2 separate regions of the Danio rerio genome follow, and region 1 is linked to region 2. Evidence: chromatin contacts called from public Micro-C data. All regions are on one chromosome and are shown on one strand. Each heading gives the region's core, a stretch centred on a gene start, on an enhancer-like site or on the middle of the called end of the contact. The rest is flanking DNA. Distances are from core to core; before and after follow the strand shown.

The links. A called contact is a pair of places that touch in the nucleus more often than the background predicts.
Region 1: a contact with region 2 is called in a Micro-C map of caudal fin, with 5 times the contacts expected there. The contact joins two enhancer-like sites. A contact is called at or near these places in 2 of 18 Hi-C or Micro-C datasets (caudal fin and embryo).

The regions. Positions count from the first base shown.
Region 1 is chr19:13,304,283-13,310,180 of GRCz12tu, reverse strand. No RefSeq gene overlaps it. Among named protein-coding and RNA genes, the nearest start is that of ywhaz, 8.8 kb to the right of the region's middle. Within about 2 kb of position 3,125, at least 5 of the 62 cell types and tissues checked have an H3K27ac peak or open chromatin away from gene starts, as enhancers often do. A contact at or near this core is called in caudal fin, where this site is marked.
Region 2 is chr19:13,131,842-13,137,899 of GRCz12tu, reverse strand. rnf19a (ring finger protein 19A, RBR E3 ubiquitin protein ligase) reads left to right here. Exons shown (of 10, transcript NM_001326695.1): 10 at 1-2,768. The coding sequence ends at 400. Among named protein-coding and RNA genes, the nearest start is that of parp10, 38 kb to the right of the region's middle. Within about 2 kb of position 1,884, at least 7 of the 62 cell types and tissues checked have an H3K27ac peak or open chromatin away from gene starts, as enhancers often do. A contact at or near this core is called in caudal fin, where this site is marked.

The DNA.
Region 1 (5,898 bases), core at 1,876-4,375, 170 kb before region 2:
TTAATAAATGATAAAATCCTAAACCTTAAATAAAGGTATGTTTACTTGAGATGTTTACTGGGAAACTGAACAAAATTGAGTTAGTTGGTATTGGAACAAACATCTGTCCATGTGGAGTGGAAATGGCTCTTGTGTTAAAATTAATTAGTAAGTAGATTTTGGAGCCCATTGAAATAGGATCTCACAAACGTGCTTCATTTTAAGAAAAGAAGACTCCTCTATCGTGTACTTTTGCTTCCCAGTTTTATCTCTCATAATATAAAGCTGCTGTGTGTACGCTTTTAACTTTTTTAAAGCATAAAAATACCATAATATGCTTGCAGATATATGAGAAACATGTTAAGTGAACATACTTGTTAATGTGAAAAAACAATGCTGAAGTCAGATATTCTGTTTTTTTAATGTGTTGTGTGTCGAAACGTCTGTCTTTGTTCTGGTCTCACCCCAGGTTGCCTTGTTGGAAAAGGCTCTCAAAGCATACGTCCGTGACTGAAATGTGATCTCTGGTGGACTGTAGCAGACTCCGAAATGAGATTAAGACTTAGAGTTCCACATGAGGTTATTAATTAGCCAATAATATAAATATTTTGAGCGAAAACATTAGGTGAGCAGGTTACAACATGATGAGATTTGCAGTGATAAACATTTTGGCTGTTTGCACCACGAAACAAACAGAAATTTAAATGCAGCCATTCAGAAGCACAGAAAACTACACTGCACTTCAGCGAAATGGTGAGGTTTACAATCTAATTAATACATATTTAACCTCTTTAACATTATTAAATGTAGATGCTGAATCACGGAGTCACAGTTCTAAAGTTCAATTTCAAACTGTATATTTTTTAAGAACTGAGGTGAACTATGCTGCTGCTGCTGTCAGAAGTATGGCTATGAATGTCATGTAAAATGGCATTCGAACTCACACTATTAGCATTAAACACTAAATAAAGCACATGAGGTTTACCTGAGGTAAACATTTAACCTGTTGTTCAGCTGCAAGAAATAGATGCCATTTCTAGTTTATTAATTCAAGGCGTTGGTTAGAACAAAAAGTGCTTTTAATATGGAAAATAATACTTCTACACTCTCAAAAATAAAGGTATGCGAGCTGTCACTGGGGTGGTACCTTTTCGAAAGGTTCAGATTTGTACCTAAAAGGTCCATATTAATACCCCAGGGGTACATATTGGTAACAAAATAGTACAAAAGTGTTCCTCTTCAAATTTGTAGGTACTAGTTATATACTTTTGAGGTACAGGACCCTTTAAGTGCAAATGTGTACCTTTGGGAAAGGTACCACCCCAGTGACAGCTCGCGTACCTTTATTTCTGAGAGTGTATCGTGTGCCTTTGCTTTTATATGATACACAATTTAAATCAGCCTCAAGGTTCAATAAACATACACGCTCCTGTTGGTCCTCAATCTGGCAACCTGCACTTGCAGTTCAACCACTGGGTGTCAAATACTGCACTTTTAAAATTATTTTAATATTTGCAATGGACAACAAAACAAATATACTGAGAACCATCAGGTTTTTTTGTTATGGAGCTCTTGATATCTGCATTTAAATGTTAAATTACAGAACATTTGCGTATTGGGTTCCATTCAAATTTTTAATTCTATTTTTAAAACCGGTTGTTAAAACGTCTTACATTTACCTTTATAACACCTGCATTAACTTTGGTAAATTAACACGAGTCTTTACAATTTAGGTAAGTGAGTAATGTGCATAAAGTACGTGATAATGTGCATCCAGCAAGTTCTCGCAGAATTAAGTCTGGCAGACGTAGCTGTTATTCTCCATAACCAGCTGGATGTACATTATCCTGCTTATTACACGGCTACTTGTCACAAAACTATCAATTAAACGCAAGACATTGGTCCTGGGCGAGGCAGTGGCGCAGTAGGTAGTGCTGCCGCCTCACAGCAAGAAGGCCGCTGGTTCGAATTTCGGCTCAGTTGGCCTTTCTGTGTGGAGTTTGCATGTCCTCCTTGCCCTCGTGTGGGTTTCCTCCGGGTGCTCCGGTTTTACCCACAGTCCAAAGACATGCAGTACAGGTGAATTGGGTAGGCTAAATTGTCCATAGTGTGTGAATGTGTGTGGATAATTCCCAGAGATTGCGGCTGGAAGGGCATCCTCTGCGTAAAAACTTGCTGGATAAGTTGGCGGTTATACTGCTGTGGCGACCCCGGATTAATAAAGGGACTAAACCAACAAGAAAATGAATGACATTGGTCCTGTCTATAATGACTTTCAAGCTCTTTAATTAAGATGGCAAAATACATTTCTTTGAGATGGGTTGCAGCTGGAAGGGCATCCGCTGTTTAAAACATTTGCTGGATAAGTTGGCGGTTCATTCCGCTGTGGCGACCACGGATTAATAAAGGGACTTTGAATGAATGAATGTCGCCTCACAGCAAGAAGGTCGCTGGTTCGAGCCTCGGCTGGGTCAGTTGACATTTCTATGTCAAGTTTGCATGTTCTCCCTGCGTTCGCGTGGGTTTTCTCCGGGTGCTCTGGTTTCCCCCACAGTCCAAAGACATGCGGTACAGGTGAATTGGGCATGCTAAATTGTCCGTAGTGTATGGATGTTTCCCAGAAGTGGGTTGCGGCTGGAAGGGCATCCGCTGCGTGAAACGTGCTGGATAAGTTGACGGTTCATTCCGCTGTTGCGACCCCAAATTAATAAAGGGACTAAGCCAAAAAGAAAATGAAGGAATAAATGAATGAATGTCAAAAAACAAAACATTTTCTAAATCCTACTTCAGCCTTAAGATGGCGCCAAACTGTCAAGATCAGTGGAGTCATGGATCCATAATCAAGAATCAGGTTTCTAATGAGCCGTTATAACACAAATGGACATTTACATTTTGTTTTTATTTGTCATAATGTCATGGTAATAATTATTATCTTCTCAGGTGAAAGAATGTTGTTCAGTCACCAAAGGAATTTATTTCGATTTGATGCTTCAGATATAGACCTAATCTGCTGTCGTAATTGTTTCCGGTGAAGAACATTTAACTACAGGGTGCTTTATTATTGGGTAACAGTGATACTCTCCCAGAGCCAATCCCTGTTTATCCCACTCTCACTCAGGAGAATGCAGGCAGTCGATGAACATGTAGACGAACAGGAAGTTGCCCTGCAGGTTGAGACGAGTCCAGGCTGCTCTTCTCAAAGCAGGACACACCTTCCAATAAAGCTGTCTGGTGGAGAGAGTTACAACCACAGGACATCCCTCATCAGAAATCACTGGTACACTCTGAAATATACTGACTTTTAACCAAAGTTAGGGTGAAAATATGGACAAACACCGCTGTAGGGATATGTTTACATTAAATGTTTAACTCTAATGTTCAGTTTGGCTTTAAAATTGGGTTAAAACAGTCCAGTATTTAACATTTTTGGAGGGATACAGATTTTCCCGAAATAATATAAAGGGTTAGTTCAGCCAAAAATGGAAATTCTGTCATCATTTGCTCACTCTCATGTTTTTTTCCAAACCTCCAAAAATATATTCATCTTTCAAAGGCAAACTAATTCAGTTTTTAAGGCTTTGAAACATCAGAGATTTGGATTGACTTTCAATATTTGACAAAAATGTTATAGATTTGGTTAATGCTTTAAGGGAGAGTTCACCTGTAAATGAAATTGAATTTGCTCATTCTTCACTCCATTTCAGGCCTGTTTGAGTTTCTTTCTGTGATGCAACTCAAAGGAAGATACTGAAAAATGTTGTAAAAAAATAGCAATTGACTTCTATTGAACTATAAATCACTAAATGGCGGATTCACCAGACAAAATGGGGTGAATCTGCCTTCAGCTATAAGACCACCCGCTGCTGGAATCAGCTTCCAGAAATGATCAGATGTGCTCCAACATTGGGCACATTCAAATCAAGACTAAAAAACACATCTGTTTATCTGTGCCTTTACTGAATGAGCACTGTGCTACGCCCGACAGATCGTACTATTATGTATTTCTTTTCTTTTTTTCATTCTTTTATAACCCGTTTTAACACATTTTAATCTGTTTTAATCAATTTTAATACTTTCAGTTATTTTTATTTTCTTGTTTCTTTTATTGTTGTTTATGTAAAGCACTTTGAATTACCATTGTGTATGTAATGTGCTATATAAATAAATCTGCCTTGCCTACAATATAAAAAAATCTGTTATTTTTTTTCCGGCAGCTGGGGTGCTGAAAAAAATAAAATAAAATAACTGCCGTAAAGAAATTTACCGCAAAATACCAGACTGTAAATTACAACAATTTACCTGAAATGTCTGTAATTTAACGTTCGTTATTTTATTGTTACCGTTTGTAATTTAACGCCTGTTATTTTTCAATAAAACCCTGTAATTTAACGTCCGCTATTTTTTGATAAAAGTTTGTAATTTAACATCTGTTATTCTATGGTAAATGTCTGTAATTTAACGTTCGTTACTTTATGGTAAATGTCTGTAATTTAACGTCAGTTATTTTATGGTAAATGTCTGTAACTTAACAACTGTTATTTTATGGTAAACGAGTGTAATCTAATGTCCATTATTTTACGGTAAACGTCTGTAATTAAACGTCCGTTATTTTACAGGAAACGTCTGTAATTTACCGTCCGTTATTTTATGGTAAATGTCTGTCATTTAACGGCTGTTATTTCCTGGGAAATGTCTGTAATTTAACTTTCTTTATGGTAAATGTCTGTAATTTAACGTTCGTTTCTTTATGGTAAATGTCTGTAATGTAACGTCTGTTATTTTACGCTAAACATCTTTAATTTAACGTCTATTATTTTACGGTAAACATCTTTAATTTAACGTCCATTATTTTACGGTAAATGTCTGTAACTTAACGGCTGTTATTTTATGGTAAACGTCTGTAATTTAACTTTCTTTATGGTAAATGTCTGTAATTTAACGTCCGTTATTTCATGGTAAATGTCTGTAATTTAACATCCGTTATTATTCGGTAAACGTCTGTAATTTAACCTCTGTTATTTTACAATAAAAGTCTGTAATTTAATGTCTGTTATTTCACGGTAAACGTCTGTAACTTAATGGCTGTTATTTTAGGGTAAACGTCTGTTATTTAACGGGCGTTATTTTAAGGTAAATGTCTGTAATTTAAAGTCTGTTGTTTTATGGAGTACATCTATAATTTAACGTCCGTTATTTTACAGTAATATCCCAGCTGCCATAAAAAAACGTAAAATAACAGTTTTTTTTTTTACAGTGTATATTTAACAATTTTTATAGCCCCAAACATATTTTTCCTGTGTTTAAATCAAACAGCTTTTCATGCTTGGCTAGTTTATGCCAAGTATTAGTTTATGAAACAAATAGATGTCACAACATACAATCCAGGATTTGTGCCTGCACTTCATAATCATATAAAGTGGCAGATTAGCTTTTTCTAATCATTTACTAAGCTTCTCAAACTCCGTCTTTTCCATGTCCTTGTTGTAAATGCTAAACTGTGCATTATAACTAATTGTCCGTGAGTCTGTGTCATTAATGACTCACCAATGACAATGATGGTTTATCAGAGCTGAGCCTGCTGAAGTAGGTGTGTCTGCAGGTGGGGTAAAAATCACTCTGTATGACTAAAAACCTTACATTTGAGAAAGGAAATTTTATTAAGCAACAATAATTATCTCTGTATGGTCACATTATAACAATTACAGAGCGATTTAACATTTAAAAGCATGCCAACAAGATTGAGATCTTACAATTCTGGTGTGACTGTACTCAAAAAAGTGGGTTGTAACATTTTGCCGTTCCGACGAGAAAATGTGACCCTGTTAAAAAATTAGAACATGTTCTCTTTATGGACCTCGATGGGAGATAATTGAGACTCTGCTTTTATTAGTATCTCATTCCTCTGCTCTAGTTTAGAGG
Region 2 (6,058 bases), core at 635-3,134:
ACTAGACTCTCCTTCTCTGAGCGGCAGCCTTCCGTCTGTGGCCGACTCGCACTCCAGCCACTTCTCAGAGTTCAGCTGCTCTGACCTGGACGCCTGCAGACCTACATGCTACGAGTCTCACATCCGCCATCCCAACACAGGCGGAGCGGTCAGCCCTCTTCCCGAAGTCGAAAACGACCGGCTGGAAAACTGTCCTGCTTCTGGGAGCCTCCCTCAAGCTATGGTAGCCCCAATCTCCCCCGATGGGGCGGCAGAGCGTCCTCTGTGCTACATTGCAGAGGAGAATGTGAGTTTAATGTGTGCGGCTAATGCGAGCCAGAGCTCGCCTAAAGAACGCAATAACAACCTTCCTCAGCCAGCTAGCCCTGTGCGCAACACCTGCATTCAAACCGAGATATAACCAGACGGGTCGACTTCACCCAAAATGCTTTCACAGCTAACCTCAACGCCCATTTTATTACCAAGGATTGCACACTGAATTGAAGATTTTGTTTTGGTGTTCTTCTTCGGGGGTTACGTGGAGGTTTTAACGTCCTGGTCTGATGGTCGATTGTTGAAATGTTGGAGAAGGCGCACCACTTTTTACACTGGTCAAGGGCAGGTTGTGCCTTGAGGTTTCAGAAAGTTGACCAAAGGTTACAGTTTGATTACCAGGCTTTGTTAAGACCTGTCGGTCTGCGCTTCTAGTTGGTCTAAAGCTTGGATATGGTTCGGAAAGTCAACAGATGAATGTAAGGCGGCAAGTGATGCACAGATACTGAGGATGATGATGCTGTTGATGATGTAGCTGTCAATCACATATGCCTCTTTCAGTGTTCTGGGTCGCTCTGATGAACAAGTACATAGATGAATCTCGCAAAAACGTCTTGCATAGTTCAACCCAAAATTAAAACCAGAAGAATGAGAAGAATGTGAAATAAAGCCTGTATTTAGAACAGGTTAGATCTGTGCTGACACAATTTCATGGTGATTAAAGAGGGAGTTCACCCAGAAATTAAGCCAGCTCTAAACCTGTCTGTTCTGTGGGACATATCGACATTTTGAAGCCTGTTAGCAGCCAAACAGTTTAGTCCCTCATTGACTTTCATTGTATTTAATGGGATCCAAAACTACTACTTTAAAACGTCATCATTTAAGTTCCACTAGAGATATTTTGCAGGTTTGAAATGGCATGAGGGAGTGTGAACTGTCCATTTAAGCATATTTCTCTTTATAATTTCTAATTTAATGTGTCAGATATTTTGGCTTTCTTTTATTTCTCTTGTAGGTAGTGATAATTCTCATTCTTATTACGATAATACAGTATTTTTTTATCTCCCTGTATTACCATAGAACAATTATTTCAATCACCATAAAGGCAGTACTGCAAATAGTACCATGACTTGCATTTATTAGTTTTATTGCAGTAATAAGAGTGAGATTTGTTTGCCAAAAAAAAAAAATGCAATATTTTCCTAAAAAAATTTCAGAAAGTCTTTTTCTTTAAGTAACATTTCCTTGATTTTGGGTTGGAATATGACATGACGTGTTCTTGACAGAGTTCATGTTACTGACCCGTGTATTCAGGCACCTTCACCACACATGTACACACATATACGCTCAGTTACCCAGCATATAGCTTTAGTCTGAGGAACCTGCACCTATTCAAAGGCAACGAGCAAGTTGAGAGGGAACCGACTCCCTTTTTTTTTTCCTGAGATGATACAAGATGAGCCCATGAGGGACCAGGCAATAGCAGATATTTCCCTATTCACAGCAGTGATTCTTGTACATGGTTGAGTGTTTAATTTTAGTTTTTTTTTTCATCACTGCTTGTTTTCCATTTTTGCGGGGAAAGTAGATGCTTTTGAGTTGAAGAAGCACTGAGAAGCTGAATGAAGTCGTATTGCGCCCCCTGCTGGTAAGATGGGGATAATTGACCAAACCCTCGTCTGGCATGTTTCAAACAAAGTTTCTTCAAAGCCAATTTAATGCTAATTTTCAATAGAGTTACTGTTTTGGGTGCAGTGGGTTTATATTTATGAAGCGGAAGGATTTGCATTGTTTATAAAAGAGAAAAAAAAAAACTACGTTCATTGTAAAGGATAAGATGGTAATCGCATTCAGGTTGTTTAAGTGATTATTTCTCTCTTTATTGTCATGTTTGTATCTGTATTGACTCATGGTGCCTTTTGGATCATAGAAAAACTGTTTGTTTCTCCGGTTTGTGTCTTATTAATTGAAATGTAATGGATGAGGCTGCATTGAATGTTAGCGAGGCGGCGTGGCATGGTTTCCTATCGTCTCTGTGCGCACGGTTATAAACTACACAACCGACCGCCTACCAAAGACAGCACTCAGGCTCACTGACGACGACGACGACTCGTCTCTTCAACACGCTCACCTCCTCGTCTCCTCGCCTTGTGTATGTGCGTGTGTGTGTGAGAGTGTGTGTTTGCACTGTTCATCCCAGTCCTGTTCGCGTCTACAGCCGGGTCTCTTCCAAGAGTGGACTTTTCTTGCTGCCGTTCTGGTGCTGCTCAGTAATCTCTCGGAACTGATCCAATGCCACAAGCTGCTTTGTTTTGTTGTTTATTGTTCTTTCTGTTTCTTTAGTGTTTTTTTTTTCTTACGTTTTGAGCCTTCCTGCCCATTTCTGTTCGAATATTACTTCAGAGAGTAGGGCCGTTTGATTTCTAACTTGTTCAAAACAGCTTGATATTTGTATATTTGCTTTATAATATGCGTGTAAATGCATATCTAAATGAAAATAAAAACATGAATCCAGATGTGCGTGTGGTATTTGTTGTTCATTTTTACGCAGCGGGGTGAAGAAGTGATGGGTTAGTTCACCCAGAAATTTGAAATGTCGTTTGCTCACCCCCATGTACAGGGTGGGCCATTTATATGGATACACCTTAATAAAATGGGAATGGTTTGTGATATTACCGTCCTGTTTGTGGCACATTAGTATATGTGAGAGGGCAAACTTTTCAAGATGGGTGGTGACCATGATGGCCATTTTGAAGTTGACAATCTTGGATCCAACTTTTTTGTTTACTTTGATTAAACAGTCTCTCGATCATTGCATGTAAAGATTTTGGATCTTCTTGAACATTTTCAATGCTTTCTAACAAGTGGTGTAGTGGATCACAAATCTCTCTGTTTGGATTACATAATGGTTTATGAGTCACGGATCGGACCATTTTTCAGATCAGCCAAAAAGAGGAGACAAATGTAATTTGCTTTCTATTTATCACAAAAACAGCACTGCAAGACACTTCTAGTTTTATCAAACAAAACTTAGAACCTGTCATTTTATTAAACTAAAAAATAAAGAAATAATCATCTGAATAAAAATAAATTGTAACATATTTAGGACTTTAAAATATTCACTGTTAAAATTGTTGCTGATAGAGCTAAATGTAGAAATCTAACATTATAATTTGTACAACCCACATTTATTTTTAGTCTTATTTTTAATAAATGAGTTTATTCACTCACAAAACTTAATGTTTCATTGCTAGATGTGTCATTTTTGAAGAATTATTCGGTGGCATATTTTTGATTGCTGGTTGTCGCCACCTATTGGTTACATAATGTAATTGCTGCCTACAACTTTTATTTTTAAGCACAGATTTGAATCTTTACCATAAACACCAGTGGTTTTATCTAAACTATAAACTGTTCTCCCAGTACTTCCGTGTTCTTTGACTGTTTGTAACTTTATAGCTAACTAAGACTAAAGACTCAATCTCTTTTTTGATTTTTGCGTTTTCAGATGTGAATGCAGCGATTTGAAGAATTCATAAACATATGCAAGTCACCATCATTTATGTTGCATGTTGAGATCTCCATCTTTTATTGATTAATCTTAATTTCATTTTACACTGAATGCATTAATGCAGGCTAAACAAGTAATGACAGAAAACACCTTTAAAAACCTAAGAAACCCACCACAGCTCAAATAACCCACCACAACTACATCATTATTATACTTTACAGGAAAGCCTGTATGCTTTTATACATGTGATTTGAATGACATGAGAGGTGATCTCTTTGCAATCGTTACTAATTTAGGATTAATCTACGAGAAAAAAAAATGTAATAATCCTCTGCTCACGTTTGTTCAGAACCATGGGTTGTGATCCATTTGGTTCATGGATCAATCGTGATCCGTCGCATCCCTATTTCTAACGGTTTGCTGCATTTATAAAGTGCCCGTGTCTTGAGGTAGTTCAGTATGATGTGGTTTCTATGATCTGATTGGACAGGAATCACAGGACTGGATTTTTACTCAGCCAATCCTCATAGACAGGAATAAATAAAATAGCGACTGCATGTTGAAGTAGTGGAGTAAAAGTATCGATGCAACACTAAAAATGTACTCAAGGGAAAGTAAAAGTAAATTTTTTTAAAAACGAAGTGAATTACAATTCCTGAGAAAAACCAATCATGCAGTAATTGAAGTATTTGTAATTTGCTACTTTACACCACTGCTTAAATCCCACACGTTTGTTACAAGTGGTAAAACGTAAATGGCCTAATTTTTCTTTTTGGTCTGACCTTTCAAATCTTAAGCATGTCATTTGTGTGTTGTCTGACATAGAGTGAATTTGGGTAATCTGGGACACCTAAGCTTCAGTGTGTATATTTCTGTTTATTTAAGGGCGCGTGTCAATCAGAAAGCTCTCATGCATGACAGGATTCTGACTAGACTAATGTTAAGGACATAAACCGGTCATAAATAAGACAATGTTCCCAGTTGTTGTCAAATCATGTTTGTGATCTATTCATGTACCTAAATATGTATTAAAGCGTTGAAAACGTTTTAAAGATTTTTTTTCTTTCGGACATTTTTTGTTGTCCCACATTTCTCAAATATGATAGATAACGGGGACAGCATGGTTTAAGTAATCTGGGACAATCTTTGAATGGGAGATTTATGCATTTAAAGACTTTATATGTTTAACGACTACAAAGATGGAATGTACAATCTTCTGTACACACACACACACACTATTTAAAAAAGAAAAAAGGGTTTGTCATGCATAAATATGACAAATATATATATACGTTTTAGCCCAATATGCCTCGGACTACGAAGTGACCTGTCCCAGATTATTAAATTCAGGCAGAACTTTTGTTTTTGACACAAAAATACTTCTAGGTATCGACAATGTGTTTTCTTAGGTGGTTAGAAAACATCTTAGGTATTTTAGGAAAGTCTAATATGTGATTCTAATTACTTAGATAGACATTGAAATAGAGAGCTGAAGGCTAAATTGCGAAAAGTGTCCCTGATTACCCGAATTCACCCTATCTTTCACTCATCGGATTGTTTCCATATCCCCTGTTCCCATCCCCTGTGTCAATGTTGTGTCTTGCCGGTGTGCTTATGCTAGATTGGGCTGTTTTTTTTCCCGTCCTGTTCTCACTTTGCTCTAATCAAGAGCAAGAGGGTGTTTTTTTTTTCAGCCTAACTCTCCTCATGTATCTTACTTCCCTTTCTAAATGCTACCTCCTATGACCTGTCTTCCCCTGAAAATTGTGATGTTTGTGTATGGTGGGAGGGGTTCAATTTCACTACACGAAAGTGTATGTAACTAATAAAGGCCTGATTTTGATTTAATTTAATGTTTTGAAAATATCATTCGTTATATTCCCCTATAATGATTACAGAATACTACATTTCAGGCCCATAGCCAGGAGGGGTTCGGGTAATTTCAATCAAATCAAATGTACTTTTTACAAGAAAGGCAAGAAAAATTTTGAGGTTCTTTTATTATTATTATGTTTTATTTTTTATTATTCAAACAGCCAATTTCTGATTGAGGACAGTTGAATGTTCTGGCCAGTTTGTAGGCTAAGGCTATATTGTACAGTTTTTAATTTAAACTTTAACAGATTTTAATTTTTTGAATGATTTATGATGTAATAAATTTGTATTTTAAAAATAAGTATTCATTTTTTCTTTATTCAAAATCTTGAGGAAATATTTTGGTACATTAAATGTGTCATTATGATGACAATCTAACAAGCCAATACAGCTAAAATAGTGCTTAAAACATCGCTAAAA